2 separate regions of the Zea mays genome follow, and region 1 is linked to region 2. Evidence: chromatin contacts called from public Hi-C data. All regions are on one chromosome and are shown on one strand. Each heading gives the region's core, a stretch centred on a gene start, on an enhancer-like site or on the middle of the called end of the contact. The rest is flanking DNA. Distances are from core to core; before and after follow the strand shown.

Evidence for each region. A called contact is a pair of places that touch in the nucleus more often than the background predicts.
Region 1: a Hi-C map of endosperm shows a contact between it and region 2, with 5 times the contacts expected there. The contact joins the promoter of LOC103644045 here to the promoter of LOC103644037 in region 2. A contact is called at or near these places in 5 of 25 Hi-C or Micro-C datasets (bundle sheath, ear, endosperm and 2 more).

Annotation. Positions count from the first base shown.
Region 1 is chr1:286,384,324-286,387,023 of Zm-B73-REFERENCE-NAM-5.0, forward strand. It overlaps LOC103644045, which reads left to right and starts at 1,344. Exons shown (of 2, transcript XM_008667247.4): 1 at 1,344-1,688; 2 at 1,863-2,387. The coding sequence starts at 1,607. The coding sequence ends at 2,065.
Region 2 is chr1:285,865,603-285,868,302 of Zm-B73-REFERENCE-NAM-5.0, forward strand. LOC103644037 (probable protein phosphatase 2C 34) reads right to left here and starts at 1,370. Exons shown (of 4, transcript XM_008667229.3): 1 at 811-1,370; 2 at 329-702. The coding sequence starts at 1,069.

The sequences.
Region 1 (2,700 bases), core at 94-2,593, 520 kb after region 2:
TTAGTTAGTCGTAGTCATCCTCCGTTTCTTGCCGAGTTCCTTTGTGAGTGCGTGCTTGCAACGTGCCAACGTTGCGTCGTCGACTCGTCGCCGTGCAGTGATGGATGGAAAAGAAAAAGAAAAAAAAGCGAGCGGACGCCGATTTGGGGGGGTCCGATTCGTTTGGATCGTGAGTCGGCGCCGATGATGCAATGCAAGCTGATGACCACTAGTCCACTACAACAAACAAAGGCAGCAACCCAAGCTCGCCATGGAATCTTTTTTTTTTGAGCCTCTCTGGATAATCTTCGCGGGCTGCCTGAGCCCATGCCCATTCGTGTCGTGGAGTAGTGCTTACGGGGGGGGGGGGGGGGGGGGGGTGTCTCGTCCTCTACCTTTTATAAACTCACGAAACTAACAACACACAGTACTACACAACAACAGCCACATATTTTAGGCCATGCTCTAAAGAGTTAATTGTTAATCGACTAATAAGTTGTGTTGCAACAGCTAACAATTAAGTTGATCTATTTAGTTGAAATGTTCTAAATATTCCAGCTAACTTTAGCTGCTAACACTTACTTTGAGAGGTTTGAAACGTGACCTTAATTGATTCATTCTCCTATTGTGATTTTAGTAGAAAGTTTAAACACGGATCTAATCCATAGATTTATATAGATAAGTATGACATATGTGATCGTTTGTTAGCATAATTAATTTTCCTATAACCAACTGGTAATGCATAATTAGGACGAACCCACAAGCATAAAGACGGAAAGAGGAATAAACTAAGGACCGGCGTTGTGTGTTGAGCACATCGGAGGCGCTGTTATGTGAATCAGTCGACATGCATGATCGAGTGACGACCAAGAACTACACCAGGAGGGCACTATTCTGCGCATCGGTCAACATGATCGGGTGGTGACCAAGAACAACACCATAAAGATGAAGCAGTCGCGACATTTTACTTTCCCCACATTTTACTTATTAATAGCTAACCACTAGAACACACTATTTAAGCTGATTAAATTTTCTTCCAGTTAGCAATCTAGGGTTAATATTCTAATGACACTATTTTCTGCGGGAATGAAATGTCCACGGCCAGGCGCATGAGCATGGAAGGCCGGGGAAGGCAAAAATTGGGAACCAAAACCAAGGCCACCCCTCGCCACTCATTTTTCCGATTTTCCGCGGAGCAGGTTTGCTCACGCGGCGGCAGCCCGCTGGGTGCCAGCGCCAGGAGCCCAAGGGAACCCGCGCGGAAGCCGCACGAGCCGCGGACAGCGACCAACCCGTGCTGCTCGCGCGTCCAAATCGGACGACAGCGCCGATCGAAAAGCCCCGGATCGCACGCGCATCTCTCCCTTGTCCCCCACGGCCCCACTCCCCCTTCCCACGCCCACGCGCCGGCGCCGCTACCGCCTCGCCTATAAAAGGTCCCGGCCGTGCCCGGCCTCGGTTAATTCAGGCTATCATCCAGTCATCCATCAGCAGGAGGCGGGGAGAGTGACTTGGCCGTGGCCCGGGGGAGGGGGAGAGTGAGAGCTGCCAAGGATCGCATCGAAGGAAGCTAGGAGATCATCCAGCCGCCGGCAAGAAATTAGGCAGCAGCAGTACGTCGAGGAAGATGTGCATGGACCGAGCTGCCGTGCCGGTGAAGAGGGTCTGGCTCGGCATCGCCGCGCGCCTCGGCCTCCGCCGAAAGACCGGTACGTACGTACGTCTGCTATATTAGCTGCCTCGATCGCTCTGTGCGATCTCCTCCGTTCCCTCCCTCTCGGCCGTCGACCGTCGTCGCCAGTTATTGGCGGCGTCTGTAGTCTGTACTGGCACGCCTTTGTTGGTCGTCCCTAGCTCACCGACGTATATACGCATGAATGCAGGCCTGGGGAAGCTGCGGAAGGAGGTGCGGACGTGCGAGTACCGCGACGTGCACGTCATGTGGGAGATGCTGCGGGCGACGGACGGGCTGGTGCCGCTGGCGGAGAAGGAGGCCGCCGCGGCCGCGGCCGTCGCGGCCGCCGTCGGCGCCAGGAAGCGCAAGAACGCGTGGAGGCGCTTCGTCTACTACTGCTGCGCGTTCTGAGATCGATCAGTCTGCTGGTGATCCTAGCTCGCTATAGCTCCTGAAAGATCCAAGGTCGCGAGGTTCATGAACTCGCGCGTGACCAAAAAATCTTCAGCGCGTGACCGGGGTTGTCGTCGCTCGTCAGGAGACACGAGAGTACGAGACTGTCCTGTCCCCGGGATAAGATTGACTGATTGAGAGACGATCGTTCGTTCCAGCGAGAGAGCATGTGTACATAGGAAGAGATATTTGAAGCGCATATACAAAAGCTTTGATCGAAATTTGATCGAAGTGTACCCAAAAAAAAAACTTCAAATCAAAAAAGGCTTTTGTTTCGATCTGTGTCAGTGCAAATGAAACCATCTTCGGAAAAAAAGATACTACTACTCACACTAGCAAGTGGTTTTCAGAGTTGTACGCACTTCACTTGACGAGTTCGTTGCCTTTGTTAATTAAATCAATTCGATCGTTGACGAGAGGCGGAGGTACAGGTGTATCATGGTATGCATGAAGCTAGAGTACAACTGGGAACCATTGGAAGTGAGCGTGTGAAGGCGAGGAGAGCACGTAGCCAAGTGGGTCTGGAGTCTGGACTCTGGAGTTGGTGACCACTACTAGCTAGCTACCACCCTTCTGTTCTGCAACTGACGTAC
Region 2 (2,700 bases), core at 120-2,619:
AGCATAAGAAAAGATGTAGATTCTATGACTTGTTGAAAGATCCAGAAGGTAGCTTGATTTCCAAATCCCTGGTCCCCTTGCACACGCTGGGATCTCTAATAGTATAATAGATTAATAGTATAGTTTTGTTACAGACTTATAATGCAACCAAGTAATATATGTTAACTCGCAAACAAACTACTCTATAAATTGTAACGCTGACACGCCAAACAAGCAACCAAATATAAGAGTTTTTAATAAACAAGCAGATATGTTTCCCCCCAAATTCTATCACAGGCGCACCAAAGCAATGAAATCAAATGGGATGGCTAACTGATAGCGTTCTCACCTGAATTATCCCCTTCACCCTCCACGCTCCCCTGGCGTGTACCACGATCTGCGCGTCGTCCGGGTTGAGCGCCGCGAGCTCCCGCCGCACCTCCTCGGACGCCGCGTTGTGCTCGGCGGACAGACGCTCGGCGACGGCCGCCCCGCCGCCGCCGCCGCCCACTCGACGGCCGAGCACGGCGCGGGAGTCCCCGAGGTTGGCCACGTATAGCGTATCCCCGGAGATGGCCCCGAGCAGGCAGCACGAGCCCACGGCAGCCAGGCGTGGGCGCCTCGCCCACTCCTGCCTCACCTGCCTGTGGAACTCCTCCTCGGCCGCGCCGAACGCGCTCCGGATCGCCTCCGCGCTGATGCCCCCCTGCTCCCTCGCGAAGCCTGGCACATGGAACGAACTCTCATCAGAGTCAGCCGTGGAACGATCAAGACGACAGAACCCAGAAAAAGGAGAAGGCGGGATACTAGCAAGCAGTCAATCAAACGCACGTTGGACATGGGGGAAGAGCCCGGACCGCAGGAACCGGGAGGCGTCGACCCCGCCGTGCCCGTCGTAGACGCCGACGAGCGTGGCGGACGGGGAGGCCAGCACCTGCGCCTGGTCCTCCATGGTGAGGTTGGCCTGCGCCGCGGCCATGGAGAACTCCCCCGCCGCGTGCGGCCGCAGCTCCGTCTGCCACAGCATCCCGTCCGCCGCCGCCGCGCCCGGCGGCCAGTGGCCGCAGCACCTCGCCACCGCCCTCAACATCTCTTCCGCTCAGCAGCCGTACAGCAAAAAATATCGGATCTTTCCTCTGTACTGTATATCTCCAACTCCACACACATACGCGAGATCGCTGGTTGTTCTCGTCTCTCTCTCTGTCTCCCTCGCTCAGTGTGTACTCGAACGGGGCGGGCTGGTTGGAATCAGGAATGGGGGAATTGTTTGGCGGTGGGGTTAGGTTAGGTAGCAGCTCACGACGCTTTGGTGCGGCGAAAGCGCGTGTGGGGTGAGCTGCAGTCGGGGTGGGGGGAAGAGGCGCGCGGGGTCTACGGTGGTTATCCCGTGAGGTGTGTCGCTTTATAGGATATTGGATGGTTTAATTTGCCGTTCGTTGGGGTTTTTTTTTCTCCCGTCCGTGTCCGGTTTACAAGTACAGACAGGTGTGCGTGGACCGGTTTTTTTGTGATAGGTTGTGGCATCTATCGCTGCAGGAGATCGAGGACAGTAGGAGTAACTTGACGCCCTTTTTTCTAATGTGACTGCGTGTGCGTGACTAGGTGTACTGATCCATAGTAGTACAAGAGAACACGGTAACTTGATTCCTTATCCTAAACGTCAGCCAGACTCCGTGACACATGGACAAGTGCTTCTTCATAGATCATCCAGTTGCTGTACTTTACCACATGCACATGTGCAACACCGCGTGGCATATGGACTACGGAAGAGCGCTCGCCTTGCCTACTACTCTAGGTCGCCGGCATCGGGCACGAGGAGCTTGTCAGCCCGGGCGAGCCCTGCATTAAACAAACCGCCCGCGGCGCGGCTGGTCTTCCAGAAAATCCGGCGAGTGATCGTGTCCCGACGGTGATAAGCGGACTTTTTTTTTGTTTTGCGGCGCCCGTCTGATAGCCGAGCCCGAGTCCGTGGCAAAGCAGATAACCGTATCCGGAAGCGGACGCCGAGGACGGAGCCCACCCGGCAGCTGCTTGCTGTACATGTGCGACGACGCTTTCCAGAAAAGGGGGGAAAAAAAGGCAAAGCGGCGGCAGAAATATCAGCTGACGCGGGGCTGCTGGTGCTGCCCTGCCCCGTGACCGACGAAGCCGGCAAGCGGGGCCCCGTCCGGCCGACCCGCGTCCCGACTCCCGCGCGAGCTGGCAGCACGATGGAAGAAGCCTGTGAAAGCTCAAAGCTGAGAACGCACGTGACAGCGGACCAAACTGCTTCGACAGTCCTAGGATAGGATCCTAGGAGTCCAGTCTGTCTAGTCCACCTGTCAAGTGTCAACTGTGTGCGGTGAACCTGACACTGGCGGGTGGTCTGTGGGGGACGATCCAACATCTCATATTCTCACACGTCCGCCGATCGAGAACGTCCTAGAAACACAGCTCATTCCTACCCCGTGAACTGTGGTCGGCGATCGATCCGTCCCGTCGAGCAGTGAATTGAATGCATTCCCTGCCGGCTGCCAAGTGCCGCCAGCAGCGTCGCAGCTCACGGGGTCCAAGCCAAGGAAGGAGGGCACTTTTACAGTTATTAGGACATACGTGCGTGCTGCGAGCAGGCTACGATCGCATACATTCACTCCGTGCCTCGAACAAGGCAGCCTAGTCACGTACAGTACGTGACCAAGTCGGCGTGCGTAGCTGGATTTTCCAGCCATGGAAAATCTATGA